Regions from separate parts of the Zea mays genome. Here region 1 is linked to region 2. Evidence: chromatin contacts called from public Hi-C data. All regions are on one chromosome and are shown on one strand. The core of a region is the stretch at or near the end of the contact, and the rest is flanking DNA. Distances in the headings are between cores, read along the strand shown. Region 1 holds the start of ra2 (ramosa2). Region 2 holds the start of LOC100272723.

Region 1 (6,533 bases), core at 3,066-5,565, 310 kb after region 2:
GTGGTTTTGGGATCGTTGGATGGTGGGACATCGTCAGCGAAGTCAACCTAGCCTTTTTTGGTGGTGAGGGCTGCCTTTGTTTCTTCATCCTTGGGTGAGCAGTTAGTTAGTGTGCTGTTCTTGGGAGGCATCGTGGGATTGGTGTTCGTCGCACCCACGGTGGGCGCCAAATGTTGGGTACCGACTAGTGGACCCAAGCACTTAGAGACAGAAAGGAAGACAGTGTGCACAACAAAACGTTAGGTAGGGAATTGTAGCGTCTCATTATGTGTGTCTGAGAGCACCTAGAGAGGTAAATAGGTGATCCTATGGAATTAACACTAAAAACACAAACTTGGTCTAAAAATGAAGTTAGTGCAAGCTAAAACAAAGTTTGAGCAGAAAGAAGAAGAAAGCAAGTCCTCTTCACTTGATTGCTCTTTCAAGATAAAGAATGGATTAAGAGCAAAATTAAAAGTGAATTTGAGAGACTTAGAAAGAGGGAGAAAAATCTCAAGCAAATAAGCACACAAGGCACGATGATTTCCCTATGGTTTGGTCAAGCCTAAAATGCTTGTCTACTCCACATTGTGGTGTCTCAATGGACAAAGGTTGCACTCAACCCCTCTCAAGTGATGCAAAGATCAAACTTGAGTGTCATAGATAAAAAACGGTACTAAAGGCATCTTTGTTTTTTTCTCCAGTTGTGGGATCTTGAGTACCGGTTAGTGTTTCCAACAGGTACTAAATATTTAAACTTTAGTACCGGTTTTTGGTTGGAACATGTACTAAATGATTTAATATTAGTACCGGTTAGAGACATCAATGGTTACTAATATCCTTTGCATGGACTCTATATTTAAAATTGATACTGAAGCTAGTATCAATACCAGTTTTAAAACAACTAGAACAAAACTTGTTGAACTGAAGCCCATTCTCTAGTAGTGCATGGTCCATCATCCTAGGTAATATATATAGCAGTGTTATTCGTCACCCTAGATGAAATAAATTACAAAAAAACTTAAATTTATTAAGTTATTCCGGGGTAGTTGATCACCTAACGTGATAAATAACAAGCACGCACACACGTACATATACATAGGTATAACGCTATTTGCCACCTAGGGTGATGATCATACACCCTGAAATAACTTAAGAAATGAGTTATAAAGATCATGAATAGCTTAAATTTGTTAAGTCATTTTAGAATAGGTGACCATCAAAGGTGACGAATATCATTTCTCTCTATCAATCACGTAACAGCCTTTTATGCATGGTTTCCAGAGAGGAAATGATGACAAACCCTTGCTTGTTTGTTTATTTGATTACACACTTACACGGCATGGCTGGGACCTTTTTCGTTCCATGCACATATATATATATATGTCATGCGGCATCATTGTACATGTTGATTCGGACTATACTAATGGCGGCCTAGCTAGGGAATGGTGGGGCCTCCCACGTCTTAGGGCCTCCTGTTACCACGTACTGTAAAAGAGAGTTTTAGTGTGAGGCTATACTTGTCTGTTCTTGCCTTCTTGGAGACCGTGACCTCGCTGCTGCTCTCTTTCTTGAGGAGTTCCCATGTTTGCTCTGTTGACTACTCGAACAATTGACTTGGCTTTTCTCCTTTAGAAAAGTTTAAAATGACCCATAGATATATATGTAGTTCTGGTCCAGCCAGCACACACTATTAATTGTTACAGTGGTCGTGTTATTAATAATTACTGTACGTGTTGTAGTAGCTGTACAGTTTCAAAACTGTGTAATATCAAAATTAGTGACGATCGATCTTATATACACGGTATATACACCATAGTAATTTGTTTAAGCTTAAAAAAATGACACCTTTTTTGCTTGGTTTTTTTGGACACAATAAAGAGGTGTCTCTGGGGTATGAACACACACACACTGTGTACTGTCACTTGCTTGGCCTCAGTGATCTGCATGATTGTTGGCCAGACTGGACTGTGGATGCCTTTTGCAACTTTTTTTTAGTTTTGAAAACTTTGCTGCAACCAGCAGCTAGCTAGTAATTACGTTTGTGTTTGAGATGCATGTATGTACGTAGATCATGATGATACTGATTATATATAAGCTTCATCAGCTATATATACGTACCTATACATGACAAAGATGACAAAATCTAAACGAAAGCTATCATGCTCTGTAACAGCGGCCATCATTGAAGGCCACATGTGTACTTGGAATTATTTTATGGGCCCCTGTTCGTCGACTTGCACTGCAAAGTAATCTCTGTTACGACTCGTTACACATGCATGACGGTCGACACAAATCGACTCCTGCTGTATCCCTTCATCAGCTAACTGTGTCGAAGGGCCAGTACGTGTCTGGACGACAGTTCGAATTGATTCCTTCTTAGGGCATTTAGTGTAAATTTCTCCATTTTCAGCAGTAACTGTCATGGTGGGATTATTTTAATTGCTTTATTACCTACTGTATGCATCGATCGTGTAAATGGATCGAAACATTGGCGTACGTGTATATCATATGTCTTGTTCATATTTTTAGTTTCGTAACGTATATTCTTCGGATTATTGACGTAGAGTATGGTTGATTCATGAATTACCCCATTTTCTATTTTGAGTTAGGCGCATTACATACAGTTGAAATGATTATGCTTTTGTTCGTACTACTAGAACCAGGGAATTCAACATGAAAACTTGATGTCTGTTTGCTTAGCTTTAATCCGTACCAATTTTTACTATTTCTATAGTGCTTTCAGTTGCAGCAGTCCAAAATTCTTACTTTATTTATCTTTGAAAAATCTGTGCTTCTTTTTAATAACGGCTGGACATGTAGGTAGTCTACCGGTTGTTATTTTATAGACACTGAATATTGAAATAGTGTCAATCTTAAGAATTCATCGACCTGAACATTTAATAAGGTCATATTCACAAGAACAATATAAATAAATGGTTATATATGTAATAATAATAATAATAATAATAATTATTATTATTATTATTAGTGGTAGAGGATTTAAAAGTTTAATGCTTTGTACACTACCTAAACCAATATGTTTTCCCCTTTGAGGGCTTGTTCGGTTATTTCCAATCCATATGGATTGGAGGGGATTGATACGGATTGGAGGGTATTTTGACTTACTAGGGATTGAAACCCCTTCAGGGCTTGTTCGGTTATTTTCAATCCATATGGATTGGAGTGGATTGGGAGGGATTTTGACTTACAAGGGATTAAAACCCCCTCAATCCCCCTCAATCCATATGGATTGGGGTAGAACCGAACAAGCCCTCGATCCCCCTCAATCCATATGGATTGGGGTAAAACCGAACAAGCCCTGAAGCCGCGACAGACCCACAGTTACCATGTGTGCAAAGTGTATAGACACTGCGCTGATGTAGCTAGCGTGTGTGACACTGCGTGAGCCCATAATCAATAATCATACAGGCAGAGAACATCTGTAGGGCTAACCCTAATTAAGAATACAATCTACTTAATCCCCCTCGTAGCTAGGGTATATATACAAATAATTAACGGGTATGGCAGTGCATGCATGCATGCCGATGACTTGCACTGGTACCAGTTCGTCACTAATGATTGCCAATTATACTGCGGCCCTTTTAATTATGAGATGGAAGCAGCAGGAGGCAAGCTAGTTCAATTGTCCGGTTTGTTAAGCCGCATTGCTCAAGAGCACCCCTGCCTGCGCCATCGATCGCCACACGGTGTGTGCCAGTCTACATCGCCGGCCTCTTTATCATTGTGCTAGTAGCTGCTTATTAGGCAAAGCTCAATTACGCAGCTAAGCCAGTTGATATGCATAAAAGGGAATGATTACTCTTAAACCGGACGCACTGGCGCTTTCTGCTTTTTTTTAAAGGAATGCTATGAAAATTGGTACGTACGTAGTACTACTACTATGCATATCAGTTTTTTTCTTCTTCTTTTTTTTCTTATACATATATCAGTATACCAGTCTGTATATATGTACACACACTTCGTTCTTCAGCTACGACGTACAATACTGCTACACCCCATGGGCTGCGGGAACTGTTCGTGAAAAGTGACGAGATGAGGCAGCACTGTGGTAGATATTCTTGCGAGTAGTGGCAATGTCACCCTCACACTTTTCCTTGTACTGCCATTAATCCCAATTTGTCCTTATTTATCTGTTTACCCTCTCTTTCTCTCTCCTCGGCCGGGCCCTTTTTTTTCTTTGCAACATACACCACCACAATATTCTTCAACACTCTCACCTCCTCTCATTCAATACTGTCTCTCAGCCTTTTTTTTTCATAGTGTGTGCGGCCGATCTATGCACCTCACCTTTCCCTTGCTGCAGTTGGAGGAAGTGTGCTGCAGGTGGAAGAAGAGAGGGGAGAAGCTGGTTCCCCTCTCCATATCTCTCCTCCCCAGCTCCCTCCCCCTCTCATAGATCGATCACACAGCCTGCAGGCACAGACAAGAGTTAGGCTGTTCTACCTGATCATATGACCCTCCAGCAATTCTCTCATCCACACACAAACTGAAGCAAGAATTATTGCTTATCTATATCCTGTCTGTCCTTTCCTCTATTTCCCCCCTCCCCTTTCTATTTCCATTGTGCAGCTTGTTATTAGTAGATAGCAGTGGATCGATGTGTGATGGAGGAAACAAGCTAGCTAGCTAGCTACCAGCTGAAGCAGCAGGGAGAAGAAGGATAGAGAGAGAGAGAGAGAGAGAAAACATCTTCTTCATCCATAGTCTCGGCCTTTCTTCACCAGGTCGTCTGCAGATCTGTCTCCTGTGACCTTCCAGAGGTGAGGATGAGCAGGTCTCTCTAGCTCACTGCGCTACATGCCCATGTATGAGAAGTTCTATTTTAGAAGACAAAAAGGCTTTGATCTGCAGTCTTCGTTCTCGTCTTCTGGGTTCTGGCCTTCTCTTGCTTGGCAGTGGCACTATTATTATATTATCTATGGTTCTTGAGATTTGAGCAAATAAAGATCGCCTTTTTTTCCTTTAAAAAATCTGTGCTTCTTGTGCCGTATCATCATACATGCACACCCACGCATTTGTACAGTGGATCATGCATCCTCCATTTGTGTTCATGATCATGCTGTTGATTTGCACTGCTCCCTTTATCAATAATTTTCCGCAGATGAGAAATCTACAGTCTCATTATTGTCCCCTCTTTCTTTGTCCCAAGGTAAAAAGGGAAGAACAGAACTTCCCCATTTTTCCCAAAGATTGCACATGCATAGCTGGCTGGATCAGAGCACATCACACTCCGAAACCCTAATCTTCTCCCTCTCCTCGTGCCTTTCCCAGAACAATATATAATCCTCCGTCCAAGAAAACCCTAGCCCTAAGATTAGTATCGAAAGATCGCGATGCATATTATTCACAGCTCAGCCACCACACCACCATATGTAGAGATAGATATACGTATATTTCTTTGGGAAAAAACGGATAATAATCCAACTAATTAATCAACGTTTTTCTACTGATTTATTCGCAGGCCAAGCTAGGCCAGGAAGGAAAAATGGCGTCCCCGTCGAGCACCAGCAACAACTCGGCCTTCTCCCCTGTGGCGGCGTCGGCCGGGACGACGATGCCTGGTGCCGGGGCGCCGTGCGCGGCGTGCAAGTTCCTGCGGCGCAAGTGCCTGCCGGGGTGCGTGTTCGCGCCCTACTTCCCGCCGGAGGAGCCGCAGAAGTTCGCCAACGTGCACAAGGTGTTCGGCGCCAGCAACGTGACCAAGCTGCTGAACGAGCTGCTGCCGCACCAGCGGGAGGACGCCGTGAGCTCGCTCGCCTACGAGGCCGAGGCGCGCGTCAAGGACCCCGTCTACGGCTGCGTCGGCGCCATCTCCGTGCTGCAGCGCCAGGTCCACCGCCTCCAGAAGGAGCTGGACGCCGCGCACGCCGAGCTCCTCCGCTACGCCTGCGGCGACGTCGCCGCCGGCATCCCCACCGCGCTCCCCGTCGTCAGCGCCGCCCCCAGGCTCTCCACGGCGCCAATGACGACGACGAGCCCCGGCCAGTTCGCCGCCGGCATGTACGGCAGCGGCAGGAGGCTTGGGGTCGTCGACGGACTAGCAGCGCCACCGCTGCCTCCGTCGGGCGGCGGCGGCGGCTGCTACTTCATGCGGAACCACCACAACAACGTCGTCATTAGTAGCTCCCCAGGCGCTGACGTGGCGCCCGTCCTGCCTTACGCTTCCGTGGCTAATTGGGCGGTGAATGCCATCAGCGCGTCGACGACCACCACCTCCGGATCAGAGAGCATTGGGTTGGATCACAAGGAAGGGGGAGACAGCAGCATGTGAAGTGAAGGGGAAGCGCTGCGCTGCCGTGAATGGTAAGGCGCTGTTTCTTTCTCTCTGAGTAATTAAGTTTAATCCTGCACGGCGGCCATGCCCATGCATGATGTATAGCTACTGTATGTGCTAGCTAGTTTGTGTGTTTTAATTATATACATATATAGCTGTTCTTATCTGTGTGTGCGTTGCTTTGCTTATTACTATGCTTGTGTAGTGTGTTGTGCAGTGATGTATTACTCTAATCCTTGTTAAGATGTGGAGGCGA
Region 2 (7,056 bases), core at 710-3,209:
ACGGCGTGGTCACCGTCGACGTGCCGTGGTCGGGGTCGTCGTCGAAGCTGTGTCGCGTCCAGTACGTCTACTGAGCCGGACGGGCCGATGACTCTGCTCCCTGCTGGCCTGCTCAGGACGCAATAATCTAATGTTTAGAGCTTACCAAGTTTTACAGCTCTATCAGTTTACTTTTGTTTGTCTGCTCTTCGTTTTTTAAGAATTATTTCTATTGTGTGAATTAATGAGTGCTTTCCTTCTAGTTTTCTGATTACTCCTATTCGAGCACTCTGCGTGAACACTCTTTTGGGAGCAAATGAGGGGATAAAATCCTTTGCTATTTAAAATTAACATCAAAGAATTTTAGTCTCTCAAATCCCTCTCGTGTCCTTGCCAAACAAACTATTAGGATTAGTTTGGAACTCAAATTCTTTTGGGAATTGAAAGAAATTGACGTGGAAATAAACTAATTTCTTTTCTAATTCTCTTTCCAAACTAGTCTTAATATATATACGTGGTGTAGAGGGTAGTACCCGTATATGCGTTAGCATCAAAACTTCTGCGGATATAAGATGGCAAAACAGGAGGAATTCCTGAAACTTCTGGTTCCTAGCGCGAAGTAGCAACACTGGCAAATGAGAAAAATTGAAAATTAACATCCAATTCGCAAGCCTATCAAGATTAACCTGCATGTCAATAATTCACAATGTCATTGTGTAGGGGTGTAAATCTTAAAAGGCTGCAAATTAGGTGTCAAAACCGCACATCAAAATTGTAGTCTCAAAATTAGCGAAAACAAAACTTGAAATAACTTGCATATATTTCAAATATCCACCATATATTTCAAACAATCTACTCCCTCTCCTCCGTAGCTTCTATCTTAATTTTGCTCAATAATGTTAAACTCCTTTTTATTATGATTTGTTTTTCGCCATAAAATGGTGAAAGTATAGTGAGATATATAAGTGTACATTCGGGCCGTCCAGCCCGGCCCGATCCAAGCCCGAAAAAGCCTGTATTGTTTGAATTTCGGGTCGATCTGGGCCGGCCCACAGACCTAGCCCTCGGCCCGACACGTAATTGCTTAAACGTGCCGGGCTCATTTCGGGCGGCACGAAATTCAATTTCTGGTCCGAAATTCAGTTTTTTGCCCGAAATTCACGTCAGGGTCCGGAATTCACATCAGAGCCCTAAATTCAAAACAAATTTAATAAAACAAATAAAAGATAAGACAAATAAATTTGAACAAAAGCAAACTTAACATTTGTATTAAAGTTACCAGAGCTATGTAATGACTACCTCGTTTACAAATCATTTTATTAGAAGGAAAACGAGTATAATCAGCTCTATACAAAATTCGTAAGTTCAGTTTATTATCTAATGTTCATAACAAAAGTAAAATTACATCACATACTCTAATTCAAAGCTACAAAAAACATCTAGCTAGCATTATCTCTAGATTTGTGTTCTTTATCAAATACAAGAAAGTGTGAAATGAAGTGTGGTTTTAATAAATATATGAGCCTTTTCGTGTCTTTATATGAGTTATTTCGTGCCTGCCTTAAATGGGCCGTGCTCGTGCCCACCCATGGGCCGCGACCTCGACCTAAAATATTTCGGGTCATGCTGTGTCTGGGCTGTGTTTTTTTTTTCGTGCTTCGGACCGACCCAAATGTACATAGATATGAGGCAATCATTTGTAATTATTTTTCTTGCACTGAAAAAAGGGAGAAGCGAGAACTTTTCTCCATTACCTAGCAAAACAACAAGAAAAGAAAAGAATGGATAGAGGCAGGAGAAGGGGAACCCGACCTGGTAAAGTCTGGACCAGTAAAAATGAGAGCCCAGGTGTTAGCCCAAACTAGGCCCAAGCAATATGCGAATTGCAGAGCTGGAGGCCCGGAGCAACGCGAACCGACTCGCCGTCCCGTCCCGTCTCGCCTCGCTTGCTTGTCCCCATCCGGATTACTCTTCCGCTCCCTTCCCCTCCTCACCTCACCACCATCTCCAGCTCCATCCGCACCAACATCTCCACCAACCGACACGGCGAGGAGATGAACGCGTCGCAGTTCATGGACAAGCAGATCCTCGGCCTCGCCGCCTCCGCCTCCCCGTCCGGCGGCGGCGCGGGGGGCGGTGGGGGTGTGGATCTCAGCGATCTGATGATCCCGATCCCCCAGGAGGACGGCGAGGACCGTCTCCGTCGCCGGCGTAGCAGTAGCAGCGTCAACGGCACATCAGACGACATGCTACCCAGCTACGATTTCCAGCCGATCCGCACCGGCGGCGCCACCGCCGCCGCCCCCGTGTCTCAGGCCTCGTGGGGATCGCTCGACTCCAAGGCACCCTCCGCCTCTGCCTCTGCCTCCGCCGCCGCCTCATACAACCTCAAGGTATGACCTTCCACCCTGTGGTGGTACTCCCGCTAGATCTGCCGAGTCCCAATCTCGTAGTGCTCTGCGCCTCTGCCTATTTTCTGAGTCGAATGCGTCTCCGAACTTTTTTTTTTATCCTTGTAGGTCATCACTTCATCATGCGACTAGTTTAGTCAGAGAACTTTTAACTCGTAATCACTGTTGAGATTTGCAAATTTCAGTTAGTTACTGTTTTCTCCCATATGTTGATGTGTTCGTAATCGAAATGGGATGGATGGGCAGAGAAGACGGGCCATTTTTTGTAGCTGGTTTCAATTGAATGAGCATAGTCAACTGATAAGCTTTATTGCATGCAGCCCACACCAAAAGACTCTTGTGAAGTATTGTTTGAATGTTTATCTTTTTTTCCTCGAATGTCCAGGAGTACTGCGCATAACTAAATTAAGAAGATAAAAGGGCAAAATAGACCTGTACAAAAAACCACCAACCATAGGTGGTAACCTAGGTTGCAAGAGACTGTTTGTCTTGGATACTCCTAGAGATGTTCAGAGTAGCCCCATCAAAGACACAGGTGTTTCCACAGCCACTAGGACCACTTTAATGTCCGGAGTAGGCCACTAGAATGTTTATCTTTTGCTACACACTAATGTGTCGATGACTCTGTGCTAGCCTGTTAGATAAAGAATCTACAGACCCATATGGGAATTCAAATGTTCTTATATTGATTGTCTGGTAAATCAGCGCTGCCAAATTGTGCTCAGAGTTTGTTTCTGCCAGAAACTACACATTTTTGTGGATAGACCACTATAAGATATTGTACACGGACAGCTGATAGCATCACCCACTGTTCCCTATTTGAACTGAGCCTACCCGAGCTGTATATGTTTCACCTTTTCTCCCATCTAACAAGTTACCTATACTCTTCACTCTTTTTTCAGCCAAGTTCATTTACATAGTTAGCTATACTCTTCACCCCTCTGTCAGCCAAGTTTGATTGCATTGTATAATGCTTAATTAGTTACTACTGTGATTTAACTTTGTGAGTATCAGCTATCTATTGATATGTGCAAAACAGACATCCGTTTCAGGTTTGTTGGCTTGTAAAGTGAGGATCTATTTATATAATTGAAGCATGTGTGTGCACTGTGTTTCTTTGAAAGACCAACTTAACTGTTCATCATTGAGGGTTCAAAACTTCAAAGTGATGACATCATCACATCAATAGCATCTCCTTTATTATATACTTACAATCTTCCTTGTTCTGAATAGAGTGCTGGTATATTGGAGCCACATGTGCTGAAGAAAGTTAGTCATGAGGAAGACAGGAGTAACTTCCCTACAGTTACTATCGCAGATATTGATCGAACCATGAAGAAGTACTCTGATAACCTTTTGCATGCACTGGAAGGTGTAAGCTCAAGGCTTTCACAGATGGAGGGCAGAACACACCAACTAGAAAACTCTGTTGATGAGTTGAAGTTAACAATTGGTAACTATAATGGTAGCACTGATGGAAAACTCAGGCACCTTGAGAACATGCTCAGAGAGGTAGGTTACATGTGACTCTCCCTTCTTTAGTTTGCTAGTCTTTGCTCCATATGTGGTGGAAAAGACTCTGTAATGCAGTAGCAAACATTTATGCACTTCTGAGTGACCACATTTTATAGACCTATTTCATGTTACTGACTTACTGTTTTTATTCATACCATATTTTATAGATAATGTTTTCCATTCAAATGGAGGATTTACAACGTTTCATGTTTATTGCCGGCTTGCCACAAAATGTTATATCATCATTTATTGATTGTAGCAGCACATAGGATAAAACAAGATAGTTCATATATGTTTGATTTGCTATTTTGGTAGATGTTCTCAGTCTCTTGTTCATTTTTGGTAGTACATAGACCTGGATGTGCTCACCCACTGTTGGTCTTTGTTGTTCAACAGATTTTTCATGCTGTACTTATTAGAGTTATTTTTTTGAAGTTGACTTGCTAGATGCAAATTAATCATATTTACTGGTTTCTCTCTCTCAGTATGTAACTGCATATTTATCTGTTTGTATTTTAGGGGCTTAGCTTAGAACATGGATGCAGTCATACACAAATAAGATGATTAGGTTGCTTCCTCATGTTAGATCTCATTAACATGCGAACCTTCTCTACCATTGCTTTTCTTCTTACTTGTTTAAGTATTGTTGCATGGCTAAGGACACTCATGGGATATATTATCCTGTATACTAGTCCTATGAATATACGATTGTTGTAAAAGAAAAATGCACCAAACTGAGTGCTTCATAACTTGCAGGTCCAAGCAGGTGTGCAGATTTTACGAGACAAGCAGGAAATTGTCGAGGCGCAACTCCACCTTGCAAAGCTCCAGACAACCAAAACTGATGCCCACTCATCAGAAAATAGTGGGTCTGGACATGCTGGCTCTCAGCCGGTGCCTCCTCCACAAGCAGCCATTCAGCCACAGCAAGTCTTAACCCCTTTGCAACCACCTGCACTTCCTGCCCTTCCTGCTCCAAATGCACCACTTCCAACGCTTCAAAGCCAACCACCATCACAGTTTCCAAGTCATTTACAACATTCACAGGTACCATCTGTGCCTTCTGTTGCACCGGTTCCCTCAGTTCCGGCTTTACCAAGGGATGCTTACTATGCTCCATCTTCTCAGCCGACCGAAACCATGCACCAGCAGTATCAAGCTCCGCCAGTTCCACAGCCTCAGGCCCCTCCTGCACCTCAGCAATACCAATCCCCATCCCAGTTCCCTCAATATTCACAGCCATCTCAGCCTTCAAACGTTAACCCTCCAACTCCACATGTGCCTCCTGCACCCCAGCAACCAGAGGAAACTATGCCTTACCCACCGCCTCAGAGCTATGCACCTAATGCACGTCCTCCTTCACCTTATATGCAACCGCCTAGTGGACCTGCTCCTCCTTACTATGGACAACAAAACCCTACCATGTATGAACCTCCCGCAGGCCGGGCTAACCCTGGGCCGCCATCATCATACGGTTCTGGTGGCTATGGACCACAGGGTGGGAGTGGTTTCTCTGACTCATATGGTTACGCTGGATCTCCTTCCCACCGCGGCAATGCTGGAATGAAGCCGTCTACACCTTTTGCTCAATCCTCTGGGGGAAGTGGCGGCTATGGCAGTGGCAGGCTCCCCACGGCTCAGATACTACCACAAGCAGTGCCGGTAAGCTCCTCCAGCACCAGCGGTGCTTCAGGCAATAGAGTGCCACTTGACGATGTAGTTGAGAAGGTTGCCACGATGGGATTCTCGAGAGAGCAGGTGAGAGCAACCGTGCGGAGGCTGACGGAAAATGGGCAGAATGTGGACCTGAACGTGGTTCTCGACAAGCTGATGAACGGCAGATAAGTTGAGCAGTAGTGCCATTTCAACAGTATGTGTATAGTATGGAGACTTGGGAAGTGTCAGCTGAACCGATTTTCTGTCTGCAACTTTGTAAACCTGGAGAACTCTGATGACCGAACAGCCGCTCATCCTGATTGCCGGTCATGGTTGCTCCACCTGAAATGGAAACAGCCCAGTGTGCCTGTCAGTGAACTATAGTATTATTGCAATCTGAATACGTTATTCATTTGATGTATATGTGGTGCTGATGATATTTTAAAACATATACCGTGGTTTCTTGTGATATGTTAATAAGAAGCCTTTACTGTGTTTTTTAGGCTGCGCTACAGAAAAACGGAACGTCAACCAAGCCCAACCAAACAAGTTTTCGTGTCGTATAATTTTCATAGCACCTTGAATCTATTTTCGGCTTATGTTATTTTAATTGGGTGGAGCGGAGTGCTTTCGGCTTATGTTAGTTCTATAAATAGGTGGAAATATAAATATGTTTTTATAGTTGTTTTGACGGGGAGACATAAAGGGGGTGTTCAGTTCAGTTTTCTTTAACCAAACAGATTTAAACTTTTACACATACTGTAGTTTATATTATGAGCTGTATTTAACGTTTCAGCTGAAATAAAATCCTTGAACTCCTCTATGTATCCACCATCTGTCATCCCTAACAGTGAGTGGCACGCAGCAGAATCCAGAACGAATGGCAGCAGCCAGAGGGGGAGGGGGTCAGTCTCGGTCCTGTCTCTGTGTATTTAAGTGGCCACGTGTCCGACCTTTGAGGCCACGAACGAGCATAAGAGAAGCTCCATCGATGTCGGTCAGGCTACACTCTTGCACCGCAAACCAGAGTTCACCGAACCGTTTCACTGGCGAAATAAGCCGGCTATTTTACCTATAAAACCGACCGACTTGATCAATCCAAATTAAACACTTTTTACCGGTTTAACGATAAAAAACCGCTAATAAACCAGTCAAAACTGACGTTTTTTTCCGCCTAAAATAACTTATTTTTTATGTTTACTATAGAAAAATGAAAAAAATGACACGGTGTATTTGTATTTTTCTTTATTCACGTTGCACAATGAATATTAATTAATCAATTGTTCACCAAAATGACATGCAACATACATATGCAACCACAAATTTCAATTCTCATGTAATAAACAACCATCGAACTTGGCAATACTCAAATACAAGTTCTTTTATAGGTCTCACACGACACATAGCTTAACATGTTTTACAATATTCACGTATTCAGCTCGAGTCACAGTGGTAGTACTCAGGCATGCGTGGAAGGATCGGTATATAGGCCCAT

The links. A called contact is a pair of places that touch in the nucleus more often than the background predicts.
Region 1: a contact with region 2 is called in a Hi-C map of ear, with 3 times the contacts expected there. The contact joins the promoter of ra2 here to the promoter of LOC100272723 in region 2. A contact is called at or near these places in 2 of 25 Hi-C or Micro-C datasets (ear and tassel).

Annotation. Positions count from the first base shown.
Region 1 is chr3:12,825,848-12,832,380 of Zm-B73-REFERENCE-NAM-5.0, forward strand. ra2 (ramosa2) reads left to right here and starts at 4,316. Exons shown (of 3, transcript NM_001138446.1): 1 at 4,316-4,763; 2 at 5,465-6,306; 3 at 6,483-6,533. The coding sequence starts at 5,489. The coding sequence ends at 6,274.
Region 2 is chr3:12,520,194-12,527,249 of Zm-B73-REFERENCE-NAM-5.0, forward strand. LOC100272723 reads left to right here and starts at 1,960. Exons shown (of 3, transcript NM_001147176.1): 1 at 1,960-2,372; 2 at 3,624-3,902; 3 at 4,662-6,062. The coding sequence starts at 2,034. The coding sequence ends at 5,750. LOC100281190 reads left to right here. Exons shown (of 2, transcript NM_001367876.1): 2 at 1-220. The coding sequence ends at 74.